Regions from separate parts of the Mus musculus genome. Here all the other regions are linked to region 1. Evidence: chromatin contacts called from public promoter capture Hi-C data. All regions are on one chromosome and are shown on one strand. The core of a region is the stretch at or near the end of the contact, and the rest is flanking DNA. Distances in the headings are between cores, read along the strand shown.

Region 1 (4,188 bases), core at 754-3,253:
TGTATGTCCAGCGCCTGTGAGGCAGAGGCAGAGGCAGGCAGATCTTTGTGAGTTCAAGGCCAGCCTGTTCCCCAGAGCTAATTCCAGGATTACACAGAGAAACCCTGTCTCAAAAGACGAACCAAAAAAAAAAAAAAGAAAGAAAGAAAGGCATTGTGGAGTTCTGGGTCAGGATGTGATTTCAAAGACTTGGGTCAGAGCAGAGTGGACAATGAGAGAAGTGGCTGATTCTCTACTCCCAAGAATTAAGTATTTATCTTACAGCTGTATTTAGAAAGCTAAAAAGAGAAAGCAGCTAAGTACAACGAAACATAAATTGCTGGTTATATTCAAGCACAAACACTTTAAGTTTGGTTCTGTTTTCTCCCTAATAGAACGAGATGACAGCAGGTGAGTTTATAGCACCGGGTATACCCAGGTGACTTAGACCTTCTAAGGGTTGTAGCCATCCCCACAGCTCACTACCAGTAACAGGGACTGGTAACTGGGAATGGATCTGCAGTGCCTTTTTCCTTTCTACTTTGAGCTGTCAGAGCCACGAAAACCAAATCCATCCTTTCCTCTAGGGTAGAAAGGTCTCTCATCTCAGACTTCTTTCACCACCTTTGACATAGAACGTAGGACATCTCTGGTCCAGCACCCCCTAAGATGAGAAGCCAAATGTAGATTAGCTTGCACATGTAAAACTAAAGGGTTTTCCTCCTTAAGAGAGTCTCAGTGTGTTTCAGGCTGGCCTCAGACTGCATGTGATTGACAATAATCCTGAACTGCTGCCTCTGCGTCCCTAGCGCCAGGACTACAGGAATTTCTATCGAGTGTCTTTTGTTTTTATTGACTTTTTGTTGGAGATGGGGTCTCATGTAACCAAAGCTGACATAGAATTACACAGCCAAGGCTGATACTGATCTCTTGATCCTCCTGCCTCTGCCTCCCAGGTGCTAGAATTACAGGCGAGCACTACCACATGTAGTTTAACTAACACTCCTGTTGCCTTGATCACATCTCAGAAGAAAGGCAGAACCTGGTTTATCAGGGAAAGTATCCCAAGCAGCCCCAGTCATGAGAATAATGGCCCCACCTAAACTAGAGTAAGGCCACTAGAAACAGGTCTCTTTGTGCTGGGGTGGGGCTACATCATGCCTCGGGTCCAGAATCCCAGCAGCCTTCACTTCCATGGGAACTGCAATAGTGACAAAAGAGCTCTAACATTTTACATCAGACATCTTGGTTTGAATCTCACGTCTACCACTTTCTGCAAAGTTACTCAATCTTGATGAACATGGTTTCCTCACCTGAAGAAACAATAAAGCTTACATAATTTTGCTGATTAAATAATACATGTAAGGTGTGCTTTGCAATAGGTATTTTTCAAACTGCTGCCCATAAAGTACACAGCATAATTTTTTCATTATAATCCAGGGTATATATATATATATATATATATCCCCAAAACAAGGCTTTAACAAAATAACACGATTTACTACTTAGATCTTTTTCTCTTTGTCTGTTTTCATATTTTTAAAATCTTTGTGGTGGCTCTCCTGCTACATGTGTATGTGTGCATCACCTAGGTGCCTGGGAAGCCAGAAGAGGTTGTCTGGCGTCGGACTTCTTAGAACTGGAATTACAGATGGATGGGTGCGAGCACCATGTCGGGGCTAGGAATCTTCCCAGGGTCCTCTACAAGAGCAAGCAGCCAGTGCTCTTAATTGCTGAGCTCTATTTTTGGCCCCTTAAGTTTTGTTTTTGTTTTTTTTTTAACGTGGGTTGTAATCCACTACATTGCGTTGACAACTCCATTAGGGAATTTCATAAAAATTGTTGGAAAACAAAGCTGTTAATTATGACGGCTATTACTATGACCCGAGGGATGGTCTGAATCCCCCTCAGAGAAAAAGGTCAAGCCCCAGGTATCAAGTCAGCTCCTGGCACGGAAGGCCCGCCTCCTCCCCTAAGGTTAGGGGAAGAAAGCCGGAACTCAAGGCTTAAGCGGTGACGTAGACTTCCGGTTCGGTGGCCTGACACGCGTGCACGGCTGTCCTGAGGGCTCGGGGGTCGTTTTGGTGCAGTGGCCCGGCACCTCAGCCCTCCAGAGTGCCATGAGGTCGGTTAGTTATGTGCAGCGCGTGGCGCTGGATTTCAGCGGGAGTCTCTTCCCGCACGCCATCTGCCTCGGAGACGTGGATAACGACGCGGTGAGTGCATGCGCACTGCAAACCACTGCATTTGGGCGGAGCGAGATGGGGGTGGTGGGAACGACACGATGGCGTGTTGTGCGCTTGCGCACTGGAGTCAACATGGCGTGCGGAACAGAAAATTTTGATTGACAGTATCGCTCTGAGACCGTCACTGCAGGAGGCTTAGTTGGGCCAGAGCCTCTAGTAGTTATTTTTTGTTTTAGCTTTAAAATTTATGTGTAGAGTGTTTTGCTTGCATGTGTGTCTGTGTACCGTGTGTGAGCAGTGCCCGTAAAAGCCAGAAGAGGAACGCTGGGTCCCCTAGAACTGGCGTTAGAGACATTTGTGAGCTGCCACTGCTGGGGATTAAACCCCATTCCTCTGGAAGAGCTAATGTCCTATCGCTGAGTCATCACTCCAGCCATATTTTATTTTTTTATCATTAATTTTAAGAAGACAGGTTGTTGGTTCTCTTGCACAGTTCAGTGATTGTCAGGATAGGAGGTTGTAAAAGCCTGTTTCCCGCGTTATTTCCTTTCGTAGCCGCAATTCCCTTGCAAAACATCTTTACATTTCAAAGCCCATTTTTTAACCTGTAAATTGCATTTAATAATATCCCTCTACCTATAGCTTTCCCTCCCCCCCCCCCCATTCCCCATGCTACCATGCTTGCCCACACTCTTGGCTGCTATTGCCACACTGTTGTATTGCTCCTACACTGGAATTAACCGGTAGATATCTCTGCTGCCTCCAACCTACCGCAGATACCCCATAATCAGTGTGGACCATGCGAGGCTTCTACTGTGCCTACCCAGAATTGACTCAGGTGTCTGGCGACTTTGTAGTGTTACCTCTTCGTTGAAATACAAAAGCAATTTCTACCTACTTTTTTTCTTTCCTAGGCAGTTGATGCTTTTCTCGTCATTTAAATAAATAAATGCACATTAAGCAGGTAGAACGATGACAGGCACACAGTTAAGGCTCTGGAACTGTTAGTGTTAACAGTATTAGCAGCCCCACCCCACCCCCGCCGCCAGGCCTACCATAGGAAATATTAAAAAAAAAAAAAAATGGGACTGTACCTAGTATGTTCAGATTTCTTTCTTTCTTTCTTTCTTTCTTTTTTTTTTTTTTTTTTTTTTTGGTTTTTTCGAGACAGGGTTTCTCTGTATGGCCCTGGCTGTCCTGGAACTCACTTTGTAGACCAGGCTGGCCTCGAACTCAGAAATCCGCCTGCCTCTGCCTCCCCAGTGCTGGGATTAAAGGTGTGCGCCACCACACCCAGCTTTCAGATTTCATTTCTTGACACCATTACCTAAACAGCACAGCACAGCAGCTTCAGTCCTGCATAACCTAACGGTGGATACTTTGAGGGATGCATTATTGGGTTACTTTGCTGTCCTAACATTTTTTTAAAATATTGATTGATTGATTGATTGATTCTATGTATGTGAGTACACTGTAGCTGTACAGATGGTTGTGAGCCTTCATGTGGTTGTTGGGGATTGAATTTTAGGACCTCTGCTCGCTCTGGTCAACTCAGCTTGCTCAGTCCCTGCTTGCTCCAGCCCAAAGCTTCATTTATTATTATACATAAGTTCACTGTAGCTGACTTAAGATGCACCAGAAGAGGGCGTCAGATCTCATTACAGGTGATTGTGAGCCACCATGTGGTTGCTGGGATTTGAACTCAGGACCTTCAGAAGAGCAGCCAGTGCTCTTACCCATTGAGCCATCTCACCAGCCCCCTGTCCTAACATTATAGTGTATGCTTACACAAACCTGAATGTATTTATCCTGATATATGGAGCCTACCACTGACCAAAGTATATGCAGTATGGGTCTGTATTTAGCCCTTGAGACGATTTAAAGTATATGGTAGCAGCCTGGGGATGTAGCTACCAAACACTTGCCTGACTATGAACAAAGCCCTGGATTGAATTCTCAGTACCACAAAAATAAATAAAAGAATAAGAATTAAGCTGGATGGGATGATGCATGTCTTTCGTCC
Region 2 (4,188 bases), core at 887-3,386, 3.7 Mb after region 1:
ACGTGCACACACACACACACACACACACACACACACACACACACACACACACACACACACACACACAGGACCGGAGGGAGTTTTCTCTAAGCTCCTGTTTCTGATGGACAATTCTTTAATTGTTTTCTGTGGTTCTATCCATCAAACCTAGGGCCTTGTGCATGCGAAATACGTACTTGATCAGTGAGCCTAACAAAATGCCAGCAGAGCTCAAAGTGGCCCAGAGCATCTATGAAGATCAGTCTGGGATGCTTAGGAGTGGATTCATAAATGCTTGAAAGCAGGAACACGGCCATCCCAATGCAGAGTTCTAGAAAGAAGTACATTAGAAGACTTTTTACTCAAGCTGGGAGGCCCAATCCATCCCTAGCTCTCCGTTCCTTCCCCAAGGAAGCGCCCCCACCCCATAGCACCCCACTCTTGGGCCCCGGCTCCTCCTCTGCTCACCTGATCCTTCCAACCCCTGACACAAAATGTTTGCTCCCACAAGGGACATCTGCCCCTCTTCTCCGAATACAAGCTGGGATGAGGCCTAGCTTTGCTGCTCCAACTTTTTTGTTTTGGTTTGTTTTTCGAGACAGGGTTTCTCTGTGTAGCCCTGGCTGTCCTGGAACTCACTCTGTAGCCCAGGCTGGCCTCGAACTCAGCAATCCACCTGCCTCTGCCTCCCAAGTGCTGGGATTAAAGGTATATGCCACCACTGCTAGGCCCCAAAGATGACACATCACATGGCATTTAGGGATTCTGTGAAGCATAGGGATTAGGGAAATGCATCCAGCCAAGTCCTCTTCAACCATCATTGCTACCGGTCCTCAACCATCATTGCTTTCGGGGAGCCCAGAGTTGCTTCCTCTTACAAAGGCAGCCCAATTCCTAGCTGACAATCAAAGCCCATTTTCCTGAGAGTTAACCCCTCCCCAACCCCATCCACAGGAGCAATATGATTAGTGATCTGGCAGAGCTGGCCAAACTGCGGGACCTGCCCAAACTTCGAGCCCTGGTGCTGCTGGACAACCCATGTGCGGATGAGACCGACTACCGCCAGGAGGCCCTGGTGCAGATGGCGCACCTTGAGCGCCTGGACAAAGAATTCTATGAGGATGATGACCGGGCAGAGGCCGAGGAGATCCGTCAGAGGCTGAAGGAGGAACAGGATCAAGATCTCGATCCGGACCAGGACATGGAACCGTACTTGCCACCAGTTTAGTGGCTCTTCCAGCCTGCAGGGACAGTAAAGGTGATGCCAGGAAGACAGCCCCAGGAGGTCAAAGGCTGGGCACACGGGACGAGAGGCCAGAGTTAGGGGCTGGAGATAGCTTAGATATGAAGGAAAGATGAGAGGGGCCCAGAAAGTGATAAGACACGCAGGAGACCACAGTAGAGAGAAGAACTAATTGGGGGTGGGGGTGGGGTGAAGACCGCTGTATAGCTGGTAGAGACGACTGGTGGGAAGGAGCTCAGGAGGGAAAGAGGTGGCCGGTGGTGCGTGGAGGATGTAGCTGGGCCAGGGAAAAGATCCTGCACTCAAAATCTGAAGCTAAAAATAACAGGACACCAGGGTGGGGAGGCGAAAGGAGGGCAGAGTGAGGCAGAGACTGAGAGGCCTGGGGCACACGATTGATTTATTTCTCTTCTCTCTTTCCAGGAAGCCATGGACACTGGCCCCAAGAACTGATAAGACTCCAGTGGGGGACCACCACATTCATAGCCCCGTCACAGGAAGTGGGAGATGCTCCTTTTTGTCCCAGACTGGAAATCCATCACATCCCAAGGCTCCTTGGCAGTCATCTGTCTGTGTGGCTTGTTCTGTGGGCCTGAACTCCTAAGCACAGGTCGGGGGTAAAACTAGGATGCTAGTAGGTGTTGTCTATAGAGAGGCGCTGAGGAAGTGAGCTGTGATGGGCCAGTTGAGGTTTCAAATAAAAAGGCATTTTTTTATATTTTTGTGTGTGACCGAGTTCCTGAACCCCTGTGGGTGGGCTTTTCCACCCGTCTGGGTTAGTACCTGCCGCAGTACTGGAATGAGGCGACGCCTGTTTCCCTCGAGTTGGCTGGACATGGGTTATGAGCATCCGTGTGCTTAAGGGGTTGCCAGCCTGGTCCTGGATCGCCCCAGCCCTTCCCCCACCCGTTCCGTTCCCCACCACCACCCGCGCTCGTACATGCGTCTCCGCCTGCAGCTCTTGACTCATCGGGGCCCCCGGGTCACATGCGCCCTCCCGGCTCTATAGGCGCCGCCCCCTGCCCACCCCCCGCCCGCGCTGGGAGCCGCAGCCACCGCCACTCCTGCTCTCTCTGCGCCGCCGCCGTCACCACCGCCACTGCCACCGCCACCGCCGCCAACGCCACCGACTGAGTCTGCAGTCCTCGAGGTGAGGCCCGTATCGGGCCGCATCCCCTTACTCGCTCCTTGCCGCCTCCACTCCCCGTTGTCCTGGGCTTAGCGACCCGGGCGGGTGACGCTGCATACCTGACTGTCACCTGCCTTCCCTGGCACCCTCCATCTCTGGCCTTCCCGGACAGCTCCCGGCTTTCTGGCTGTCACCTCCTCCTGGTTTAGGTACCAGCTTTCTGCATCCGCTTCTCTAACTGCACGGTTCCACCCTCGCCTGCCCCTCTCCCCGCGCCGGTATTCGTCTAGGGTCCTGCCGATTTGTTTCCTAAGTTCGATGTCTCCACAGGAGATGGTTGTTATCCTGGCACGTCCTTTTTTTCTTTTGCGTTTGCGAAGATACCCTCTCACCCTTCCTTGACTGCCTCAGACTTGCTCTAGACTCGTCCTTTGGTCCCTCCTTCTCTTCCCCTCTCTCTGACATTTCATTTTCTCCGATGTTTGGGGGAGGGATAGGAGGAGTGGGGAATTTGTCCGGGGGTAGAAAAGCGATGGGTCTACCTCATCATTCCCCACCGTAGCCTCTAGGGACTGGAGGCCTGGTCCCAGGACGCTGTCCCCAGACTCCTCTTGAAATGAGGAACTCGTGTTTGGGAGAGAGGTGACGACCCCGGAGTGTTTTCTAGACCTTGTGTATATGGGCTGTCAAGTTGGGGATCCACCTGCCCAGACAACCCCTCTTCTTTCTGTTCCAAGATCCAAGGGAAAAAATGCCAGTCTGGCAGCCATCCCGCCTGGGGAAGTCTAGGGGAACCCCACTGGTCGGTGAAGCTGCTGAGGGGCGAAGAAATCGCTGCTTGCCCCTCCCCTCATCACTGCGGTGTTCTCCCATCTTGTCATGAGATGTACTCCGCCCCTACTGCAGTGACCTCCCCTTCCTCACTGCATTGACCTTCTCCTCTCTCCACGGGGAAGGGAGAACCCCTTCTACAGTGCCTGATTGCAGCCCGCTCCTCCCCACCCCCTACCCACTGCAGTAACCTCTTTGCCAGCCCTCCCAGCCTCTGGCCCCTCCCACTGGCCTCAGGCTCCACCCTTCTAAGCCTCTTATCTTTCTCCTTCCTCCACTTCCACCCAAGGAGATCCCAGCCATCATGTCTATAGAGAAGATTTGGGCCCGAGAGATCTTGGACTCCCGTGGGAATCCCACCGTGGAGGTGGATCTCTATACTGCCAAAGGTGATGGGCAGAGCATGGACTGTCCTTAGCTCCTACTTCCCCCTATGCTGGGTCAAATCCAGGGGCTGTGGGGTGCTAGGCCAGGTTCCCAAGGCTGGATTGTGGAGTCTGATCTTCCTTGGCTCGTGGATTCAGGCTCGGTGAGTCTATGTTCTAGTTCAGCGTGAGAAAGGCCCTGCCAGTGTGAGCACAGGAGCACGCATGCTCTGCCTAGCATAGCCCTGTTTCTGAGGCCTCCCACTTGTGCTTATGAGGCCTCAGTTGGGCGGACAAGGTGGCCCGGCTCGTGCAGATGGCACGGTGTCTGTGAGAGTGCATGTATCTGTGTGTAGTGTCAGGGAACCTTGTGGATGTGGCAGGCAAGAGTTTAGACTAGAAGGCTCAGAGAATCCTAGGCCCCAAAGGGTCCTCCCTCCTTCCTCACGGCATGTCTTCTTCCAGGTCTTTTCCGGGCTGCAGTCCCCAGTGGAGCCTCCACCGGCATCTATGAGGCCCTGGAACTAAGGGATGGGGACAAACAGCGTTACTTAGGCAAAGGTGATGAACTGCTCTCCTCTCCTAACATGCCCCAGTCCCCTGTCCCTCCTCACTCTCCACCCCCTCCTCCTGGCTTGACC
Region 3 (4,188 bases), core at 1,207-3,706, 3.5 Mb after region 1:
GATGGGAGGCCCCTCAGGTCCTGGAGGTGGGGCGGGAACACACAAATCCAGCCCCCTTTCTCCTGGCTCCCTGCTCTGGCCCTGCCCCAGAGCTGTGACCCTTGTCCTTTGACCCAGCCTCTCATTTCCATCTCTCCAGACACTGCTCCTTCACCCTCACTGCCACCGGTCCAGCTCCTGACCCGCCTCATCTGAGCTCCCCAGCCAGCCCTCACTTGCCCTAGCATTCTTGTTCTTCTTTCCTGCCTTCCCTCACCATCCCATATGTTCCGGTCCCTGCGAAGCCTCTCCTTGCCCTCTACACCCCGAGCCTCTCAGCCTGCCCTTCTTTCTCCTGCCTGACCCCTGGGTCTCCCTCAGATTCCCTCCTCTCAGACAGCGCCAGGCCGGGGTGGGGCTGGGGTTGGGGCCAAGCCCCGAAGCTGCCCCCTCCCCTTTTTGTATAATTTAATAAAGAAACGGTCGCGCTTCTGTTTTTAACCCGTCTCCTGCTTTCCCGCAGTCCGGTCAGTGCATGAAAGGGTGTAGAGGGCGTGGCTGACCTCATACCCAGATTATAAGAGACATGGCCAGTCCTCGGAGTGGGAGCTCAAGGTCTTCCTCTGGGGGCTGACATACGTCCTGTTTTTGGGCTCCTGGGGAGGTTTCTCCTCAGCAGTGCACACTATATCATGTTAACTCACGTAAGATCTAGACTCTGCTGAGCCCAGTGGAAAGCTTCCAGCTCCATTGTGCTGAACCAGGCAGATAGAAACAGGAAGTCCTGCCCCCAAGGTGGAAGAGGCTGTTAGGCCCATGTCTCAACCTAGAGTTTGGAAAGAGAACTCCCAAGCATGGACACATTTTTGACTCGTGGGAAGCAGAGTTCTCATACATGGGCGGCAAAAGACTCCAGAGTTAGTTATCAGGCCTGTCTCCTTGTCATCGTCTTCATTTTCTCAGCTCAGCTGAGCTGGGGAGCAAAGGTTGTTGGGTTCCTCTAGCCTGCCTCAGTTCCTCTTGTTTTATAGTCTTACTACGCAGCCCTGGCTGGTCTGAAATTCACATAAAGCCACCTGCCTCTGCCTAGTAAGTACTGGGATTAAAGGTCTTTTTCCCTTTTTATTTTAAGTTTCATTTTGTTGGCATAGCATCTACTTTGTAGCCAGGGATGACCCTGAACTCATGGGCCCAAGCAAGCCAGCTTCAATTCACCCCACCTTCCAAAATCTTGACTTACACATGCCACTGTTGCTGACACCTTGGTCTCTCTTGAGTTTTCCTTGCTATAAGATTCCTGCATTATTCCATCTCCATAGACCCTTGCCTTCATTTTTTTCTTAAAGTACAGAATCTTGGGGAGGAGGGAGGTTTTGAAGACAGGAAAACATCCTATTGTCAGGGCTGGAAAGGCCGTTCTGCAGTTATGAGTGCTTGTTGCCTTTCAAGAAGACCTAGGTTTGATGTCGAGCATCCAGATGGGGCGGCTCCCAAAACACCTGTAACTCCAGTTCCAAGGAATCTGACACCCTCTTCAGGCCTCTGAGCATTCACACAGGGTGGGGAATTTATGTATACAGACACATAAATAAAAGTAGACATCTAAAACAAGTTTCCCAGCCGAATGTGGTAGGTGGTGCATGCCTTTAATCCCAGCACTCAGGAGGCAGAGGCAGGCGCATTTCTGAGTTCAAGGCCAGCCTGGTCTACAAAGTGAGTTTCAAGACAGCCGGAATACACAGAGAAACCCTGTCTCGAACTCCCCCCCCCCCCCACACACACACATAAAACCAAGTTTCTCAGTGTCATCTTCCTAGAAGATGAAAGGCCATCCCATAATGCAAGTAGGGTTAAGGACTAGACAGCTTTTGCCTTCATGCTTCCTAATGTTGGCAAGTTATTTAATGCCTGTGAGCCTCAAGTCCCGAAATCTGTACAAAAAGGGGCGCGCATCAAGTTTCACAAGTTGCTTTACGGAAAATGTATAATACAGTTATATGTAGCATAGAATGAAGGTTAACACCGTGTGGCTACTATACTTTTCCACTGAGCCCTTACCCAGATCTGGTAACTTGTGGTATGGTGACACTTCTTGAGTACCTGTCCAAGAGATGCTGAAAGGCTAGGCAGGCAGACTGTAGGACAGTGGCTTTTTTTTTTTTTTTTTTCAGTGTTAATGGGAAAGAGCAAGTCAAGAAGAAACTGTGGGGACAGTAGAGGAAGCTTAAAGATACAGCTGTAGTTCTAGGCAGAAATGCTTGGCAGAGAGAGAGAGAGAGAGAGAGAGAGAGAGAGAGAGAGAGAGAGAGAGAGGAGACAGAGGGGGAAGAGGTGAAGAGGGGGCGGTAGGGAGACCCGAGTCTGAGGAAGTAAACAAGGGGAGTGCCACCACCGAGAGGAGGGCTCGGCTGCTGGGAATCAGCCCCCTCACACTTTCCACTGCGAAGCGAAACCCCGCGCCTTGGTCTGGGGGGGCGGGCAGTGGGGAGGAGAAGCAGAAGGACTGGGTCTGGAGGAGCAGCTCAAGTTCTAGCTAGCTGCAGTGGGTTTGCCTGCACTCTGCTCTGGGTCCCAGCCCGGGCCTCTGATCATTATCCATCCTGCTGTCTCCAGTCCCCACTCCTGGGGCGTCCTCTTCACCCTACATTCTTTCCCTCCGCCTCACCTCCTCCTTGTAGAACTTCTCTCTCTCTCTCTCTCTCTCTCTCTCTCTCTCTCTCTCTCTCTCTGTGTGTGTGTGTGTGTCTGTCTGTCTGTCTGTCTCTCTCTCCTCCCAGGACCTTTTTCTAACCTCCCTTGGAGGGCTGGGGAGGCCCGGGCCATAGAGGAGATGAGGGAGGACCTGCTCCTTGGCTTTTTGCTTCTGGGACTGCTTTGGGAAGCTCCAGGTAAGGTGGAGAGTCCAGCAGGGACCTCTATGGCTGTCTCTTTAGCTGTGGTGATATTCCAATGCTTTTGTTGAGGGGAGGGGTGTGTGTGTGTGTGTGTGTGTGTGTTTTGAGACAGGGTTTCTTTGTGTTGCCCTGGCTGTCCTGGGACTGGCTCTGATGACCAGGCTGGCCTTGAATTTATAGTGATCCACTTGCCTCTGCCTCCCCAGTGCTGGGATTAGAGGCGTGCACCATCACTTTGTATAAGGGCAGATCCCAAAGCTGCCTCAGCCTCCCTTCAACAGGGAGGCATGATGTTTCTTTCTTAGGAAAGCCAGGGCATTTCTCTATTCTCCAATCTCTTGGCTCAATGCCCTTGGCCTCTCTTTTGTTCCACTAGTTGTGTCTTCAGGGCCTGGGAAAGAGCTCCCCGTGGTGTGGGCCCAGGAGGGAGCTCCCGTCCATCTTCCCTGCAGCCTCAAATCCCCCAACCTGGATCCTAACTTTCTACGAAGAGGAGGGGTTATCTGGCAACATCAACCAGACAGGTATGAACTCCAAAGTTGAACAACAGAACCTCCCAATCCTGTCCTAATGGATAAAACCCTGTCCAAGCCAGTTTTGTCCTCTTTGTGAGCCCCTCTAAAGCCAGTAGCTCAGTGTCCTCTAAAACCACACAGCCTTCCTGTGGATTGCTCCCCACACACCGGCATCCTGTAGTGCCCCACCTCTCCAGTAGCAGATAGTGCTGAAGACCAACGGAAGTGGGGACAGGGGTAGTTATGGGGGAGAGGGGAGGCTGCTGACGGTCAAGAGGTCTCTTAGGCAGGTTAACTTTATCCTCAAAGCATGCTTGAGTGCATCTTCTTCGTGGCCTTATCAAATTTCTCAATCCTATTCTCTCTCCCCAACCAGTGGCCAACCCACTCCCATCCCGGCCCTTGACCTTCACCAGGGGATGCCCTCGCCTAGACAACCCGCACCCGGTCGCTACACGGTGCTGAGCGTGGCTCCAGGAGGCCTGCGCAGCGGGAGGCAGCCCCTGCATCCCCACGTGCAGCTGGAGGAGCGCGGCCTCCAGCGCGGGGACTTCTCTCTGTGGTTGCGCCCAGCTCTGCGCACCGATGCGGGCGAGTACCACGCCACCGTGCGCCTCCCGAACCGCGCCCTCTCCTGCAGTCTCCGCCTGCGCGTCGGCCAGGCCTCGAGTAGGTGGGGCCGGACAAAGGGAGAGAGAGGGCCTGGGAAGCAGATCCCTGCTTCCCCCGGGGCAGGGAGAGCAATGGCTAGGGGTTGTGATTTAGACCCTGTCTGAGGACCTCCAGAAGTGTAGAAGAAG

Evidence for each region. Promoter capture Hi-C pulls out the DNA fragments that hold promoters and counts their contacts.
Region 2: a contact with region 1 is called in a promoter capture Hi-C map of cranial neural crest. The contact joins the promoter of Eno2 here to the promoter of Itfg2 in region 1.
Region 3: a contact with region 1 is called in a promoter capture Hi-C map of cranial neural crest. The contact joins the promoter of Lag3 here to the promoter of Itfg2 in region 1.

The regions. Positions count from the first base shown.
Region 1 is chr6:128,422,725-128,426,912 of GRCm38.p6, reverse strand. Itfg2 (integrin alpha FG-GAP repeat containing 2) reads left to right here and starts at 2,003. Exons shown (of 12, transcript NM_133927.1): 1 at 2,003-2,195. The coding sequence starts at 2,100.
Region 2 is chr6:124,767,621-124,771,808 of GRCm38.p6, reverse strand. It overlaps Eno2 (enolase 2, gamma neuronal), which reads left to right and starts at 2,136. Exons shown (of 12, transcript NM_013509.3): 1 at 2,136-2,372; 2 at 3,472-3,571; 3 at 4,013-4,108. The coding sequence starts at 3,487. It overlaps Lrrc23 (leucine rich repeat containing 23), which reads left to right. Exons shown (of 8, transcript NM_001302555.1): 7 at 934-1,237; 8 at 1,646-1,940. The coding sequence ends at 1,207.
Region 3 is chr6:124,909,973-124,914,160 of GRCm38.p6, reverse strand. It overlaps Lag3 (lymphocyte-activation gene 3), which reads left to right and starts at 2,456. Exons shown (of 8, transcript NM_008479.2): 1 at 2,456-2,867; 2 at 3,250-3,397; 3 at 3,765-4,057. The coding sequence starts at 2,810. It overlaps Ptms (parathymosin), which reads left to right. Exons shown (of 5, transcript NM_026988.2): 5 at 1-486.